Regions from separate parts of the Mus musculus genome. Here region 1 is linked to region 2. The links are chromatin contacts, called in public HiChIP or PLAC-seq maps. All regions are on one chromosome and are shown on one strand. The core of a region is the stretch at or near the end of the contact, and the rest is flanking DNA. Distances in the headings are between cores, read along the strand shown.

Evidence for each region. HiChIP or PLAC-seq counts read pairs in DNA pulled down with a chosen protein or histone mark.
Region 1: an HNF4G HiChIP or PLAC-seq map of pancreatic cancer cells shows a contact between it and region 2. The contact joins two enhancer-like sites. A contact is called at or near these places in 3 of 484 Hi-C or Micro-C datasets (the Patski cell line, embryonic fibroblasts and liver), 6 of 115 datasets of contacts at active chromatin or transcription factors (embryonic basal ganglia, embryonic forebrain, embryonic hindbrain and 3 more) and 3 of 9 other capture datasets (adipose tissue, liver and pancreatic islet).

The regions. Positions count from the first base shown.
Region 1 is chr7:144,445,955-144,448,654 of GRCm38.p6, forward strand. The region is part of intron 12 of Cttn (cortactin); the gene reads right to left. Among named protein-coding and RNA genes, the nearest start is that of Gm34561, 16 kb to the left of the region's middle. Within about 2 kb of position 1,332, at least 76 of the 459 cell types and tissues checked have an H3K27ac peak or open chromatin away from gene starts, as enhancers often do. A contact at or near this core is called in pancreatic cancer cells, where this site is marked.
Region 2 is chr7:144,232,295-144,234,994 of GRCm38.p6, forward strand. The region is part of intron 4 of Shank2 (SH3 and multiple ankyrin repeat domains 2); the gene reads left to right. Among named protein-coding and RNA genes, the nearest start is that of Shank2, 58 kb to the left of the region's middle. Within about 2 kb of position 1,422, at least 38 of the 459 cell types and tissues checked have an H3K27ac peak or open chromatin away from gene starts, as enhancers often do. A contact at or near this core is called in pancreatic cancer cells, where this site is marked.

The sequences.
Region 1 (2,700 bases), core at 82-2,581, 210 kb after region 2:
TCCCCAGCTTTCAAAACACCCCCACAACAGAGAGCTCTTGCCCCATCCTGCACTCCACAGTCACTGGGTCTCGGCTCCCCTTCCACAGACATACTGATGATCCTGCAGGTGCATGCTCCTGAACTTAGACCATGAGTCATTGTGAGGCTCTGTGGGTCACAGGGTCACCTTACCAGGCCCCTCCTTGCTCTTCTGTAGGCTCTCTCAGCTTCCCACACCTCAACCATGCTTACAGGCTCCAGAATTACTCTGGTAGGGACAGAGGAAGTCAGTGGCCGACCTAAGCATGGGCTGACAGGTCTCTTGACACCAACAACAGCCCTAGCCATGTGGCTTCTAAAAAGAACCTCAGGGTTCAGGACATTCACTAGTCCCAACACATACCACACGAAGGGAGACTGAAGGTGGTCCAGGGGCCTCTCCCCAGTGAAAGTAGTGTCCTTCAACTACGTTGATTCCAATGGGCTACTCTCAGTGTGACCTGCCCCACCAGCCCCTGTCCATCTCCCTTCCACAGGGAAGCTGAGACCATGGGAGATGAACCCTGCCTGATCTCCCATAAGCCACTCTCAGCTGAGGGCCCTCAGAGCTGGGCCCACCTTAGCTGCTCTCACCACCCCTTTTCTTCTTCCCAGACACCCCGCCCCTAAACCTGACCCTAGCCTGCTCTTTCAGAACAACCCTCACCTAGCTGTTTAGGAGGCTCCTGTCTGATCTGCAATTGCCTGGAGGAGCCCTGATCCATCTCCACACCCTCTGCTCCCTTCTCTCACTCCTGCCTTCCAGATCACAACACCCCCTTTTTTCTAAAGTGTGCTGGGGTAACACCTAGGGCCTTCCCAACCCTAAGCCAGCCTCACCTCTGAGGCTCGCTCAGCCCCAGTCCAGCTTCTTGATCGCAATTCCACTTTCCTGAGTCTCCCCCCGTCCTCAGCCCTTGATCCATCCTGCCAAGTCAGCCCTCACTCTGGCCCTTTCTCCACAGAACCTGGCTCTGGAGCCCAAGGGTGGCCACTCTTGTCCGTGGACAACTTGCAGCTGCCCAAGGCACCACAGAGGAACACTTTTCCTGTCCAGGAGAGGACAGGCTGGTATCGAGGTTACCACCTTATCCTAGTCACTATCGGGATGAACACTGCTCTCAGAACAGCCTCGTGGCATAGCTGGGCCTTGATCCTGCCCACAGTTCCCTGGGCATCTCCATAGGACAATAGACAGGGAGAGAATGGCCATGCCTGGCTGGCAGGAGGTGGGGAGACGAGACAATGCTAACCACATCATTTCCTGACTACGAGTGCACAAGGTCAGTGGTCGCCATCTTTACCATCACTGTTAACCACAGACACCACAACTTCCTCAATGCCAGCCTCTGACTAACACACTTAGTTCCTTATGTCTTCTGCAACAGGGCTCTCAGCCACCACACACCTGGTCTCCTGCCACCTTACCCAGCCTCCTTGCTCAGTCTATTCCAACTGGCAGAGGTAAAACCCTGAGGGGTGCCCCTCAGCATGCTGCATGGCCCTCCCCTGCCACTGAGGCAGCCTTGCAGCATCCTGGCTGCCTAAGGCCTTATCACTCTCATCTTCTCTACCCAAGTCCCCCAACTCTGCAAGCCTCCACCACTGCCTGGAATCACACCAAGCCCGCCCTCTGCTCTGTCGAGTGCTGGGTTACAGGTGTGTGCAGCTGTGCCCGGACTCAGGCTCCTTCAGTAAAGGCTGAATGTTCCATAGGCTTCCCCCACAGCAGGAAATAGAATCGCCACCCTCACTCTTCCATATCTGCAATGACCTTGTTCCCAAAGCAGGCTCCTGTCCCATCCTCTGCTTTGTCACTGACCATCTGCCCTCAAACCTCAGCCCAGGGACCAGTGAGAGGGTTCACTGGGTAGAGGCACTTGCCTCCAAGCCCAGTGTCCCGAGTTCAAACCCTGGGACCCACATGGTAGAAACCAACTCACACAAGCTGTCCTTTGACTACCAAGTATACTTGGTGGCACATACACATATACATGCATACACACAATGAGTTTGTTTTTGTTTTGGAGACAGGGTTTCTCTGTAAAGGCCTGGCTATCCTGAAACTCTCTGTAGATCAGACTGGCCTTGAACTCAGGGATCTGCCTGCCTCTGCAACCTGAGTACTGGGATTCAAGGTGTGCACACCACCTGACTACATATCATCATTCTTAAACTCAGTTCATCTTGCTTCCTCAGGGCCAGTTAGCACAAGCCACCAGCTTTGCTCTAGGGGTCTCCTGTGAGATACCCTGGTGACCTGGGAGATGCCCAGGATGAAGCCAACCACAGTGAGCTGAGTCTAAAGGAAGAACAACTCAGGGGATGACCCAGGCACGCCATGTGTGACCACAGTCAAGGGCAGGAAGGAACATTGGCATCTGTGCAGTTGAGAGTATGCAGCTCACCTCAGGCAGAGGAAAGCAGCCCCTGCCAGACCACTGGAGAACCCACAGAGCTGTCTAGCAATAGCTTTCCCCACCACTGGCTGACATACTAGAAAAACAACTTTCACCAGCTCACAGCTGACCTTACAGGGTTCTGGAACTGATTAAAAGCAACAACAGGCTGATGAGGGGATCTGGAGAGAAGGAGCAATCTGTTACCACAGGAACACGCTTTCATGACTAAAAGACAAAGCTGGACAGGATGGCACTGGCCACCAATGCCAGACCCCGAA
Region 2 (2,700 bases), core at 172-2,671:
CCCTGCCCTGCCCTGCCCTGCCCTGGCATAGGCTGCTTGGTTCATTATCCTTCATTTAAAGCATTTGTAGCATGGGGGCAGTAAACAGGAGAAAGACTTCTGCTGAGCCATGAATATGCATGGGAAATTCCAGCCTGCAACAGTCACAAAGCCCCTCTACTTCCTTGGCCTTAATGCACAGTGGTGTTCTTCAGTGCATGCATAATGCGTGCACATGGGACCTAGAATAGCACTCAGCCCCCAGACTCCAGGAAGGCGGAGTTTGTGTTACTACCTACCTAGCACAGGACCTTGGGAGGCCACCTGTCCTCAGTGGCAGCCTGGGCCGCTAACATATTTGCACATGGTCACTGGCCTTGCCTGTTCCCAACATGGGAGGCAGAGCAGGGAGAGGTGGCTTCTCACCTACAAAGGCACAGTGGTGGCTAAGGGTGGGAACTCCTGAAGAGTGTGTTACTTCTCTGGCTGTTGGGCACAAACAACTTAAGTGATTTTAACTCACAGTTCCAGGTACTGTCACCTGTGAGTGATGTCACACACCACAGGCAAGTATGGCCACTCAAGAATTGTCACTGAACCAAGGACTGTCCTGTGAGGAGAAGGGTCATCCTTGCTGTTCTGGGTGTTTGTGAGGAAGGACAGTTTCTGAGGCTCAAGGACCACTGTTCTCTCCAGCACCCTCCTTACTCCCTACATTTGGTGTGTCCTCCCTTGTGCACTGGTGAACCACAAGGACTGAGGGGGAGAAATAGGTCCAACCCTGCTGTTGTCATGACCACTTGCCACATCTCCAGCCACCACCACCCTAGAACCCCAAATTCCACATTGATGGACTCAGCCAATCAAGAGTGAAGAATATTCTTTTAACTGGGCTCAGTAGTACACACCTGTAGTCCTAGCACTCGGGAGACTGAGGCAGTAGGATTGTGCCAATACTATGCCATCTGTTTATTTCGGAGTCCTGGGTCCCTGCAGATATGGGGACAACTGTGTGTTAATTATCTTGCTTTAATGTCTTCTTCAGACAGTGGCCTCTGGTGGTGTGAGGCAGGTGTGGACAATGCTCACTGTCATAGTTGTTCCAAAATGAACTTAATGGCACTCTGGGCTTTGCAGTTTCTGTGTGACACAGGCTGATTCCCCCCCCCCCCCCCCGAGCTATCTCTCTGGCAAGCCCGGAATCTGTGTGGATTCCAACCCTGATCTCCCAGGTGAGTCGGTGAATCTGGCTGCCACACTCAGCATTTAGGAGTCCCCAAGTATTTCCAGCTGACTCATGGAAGCGTGACACACAGCCACTGCTGATAGGTTAAGGTTGCTGGCTCTGGGTGTCAGTGGCATTTATGAATATCATAGGGCAACATTTACTCATGCAGCTTCCGGAAACACAGCGAAGGAAATCACCCCAGCGAGTACTCGCTGCCTGACTTATCTTTGCCTGTTACAGTTGCCTAATCACATAACTATGTATGAGGAAACACATCCACACTAAGTCTCAGAGCGAGCTCTGCTGAACTAGGAGAGATGTGGTATCACTGTATTCCAGAAGAGGCTCATGTAACCTGGGTTAACCTTGAACGTGCTAGGTAACCAAAGCTGGTCTTGAACTCTTGAACTCTGGCCTCTGCTTTTACAGTGCTGGGATGACAGGCATGAGCCATCACACTTGGCTCTTAGCTTCGTCTTTGTATGAAGGATGGTGCATAGCCTTATAGCTGTTTCTATACTTCTGCATTGAAGTGTGTGTGTGTATGTGTGTGTGGTATATAGGTGTGTATGTTTGTGTGTTTTAAGGTGTGTGTAGGTGTATGTATGTGTGTGTAGGTGTGTAGGGGTATGGATGTATATGTAGGTGTGTAAGCGTGTGTATAGGTGTGTAGTTGTATGGGTATGTGTGTAGGTGTGTAGGTGTTGTATATGTGTATGTGTGTATGTAGGTGTATAGGTGTATGGATGTGTGTAGGTATGTGTGTGTATGTAGTTTGTAAGTGTGTATGTGATGTGTAGGTGTGTATGTGTGTGTAGGTGTGTGTAGGGTTGTATGTGTGTGGTATATAGGCATGTGTGTGTACATGTGTGTCTAGGGTTGTGTGTGTGTAGGTGTATGCACATGCACATAGAAGCCAAGTTCATACTCAAATGTTCCTCTGGTGCTGTCCGTGTTTCTGTTTCTTTCTTGAGACAGTGTCTCTCATTTGGCCTGGAACATTCCAAGTAGTATGGATTGTTTGCCCAGCCAGCACCAGGGAGCCCCCTGTTTCCACAGACCCAGCATGAGCCACCGTGCCTGGCTCTTTTTTATCTAGGGATCAAACTCCTATCCGTGTGCAAGCGCAGGGGCTTTATTGACTGAGCCTCCTATCAGTCCAGCAGTGACGTCTTGATATGCACTTGCCTTCTGGATTCTGAAACTTGGGAAATTCTCTCTTATCTCATCATCTCTCACATCCCCCTCTGCCTCATGATGTGGACACAAGCTTGCCACTTACCTCCTGGGTCCTCGTCTTTGCTGTTTAACTGGTTCCAGACCTGAGGGAAGCATCCATTCCTAATGCAGGCAGTGGCAGCACTGACTGCTTAGTCAGGGTGAGTTCTGCTGGGCACAAAGTGGCCTGGCTTTTATTGTCCACCAGGCCAAGAGGCCCCTGTATGCTGGATACCAGCCAGGGGTCATCCCCTGCTGGGTAGCCAGAGAAGCCA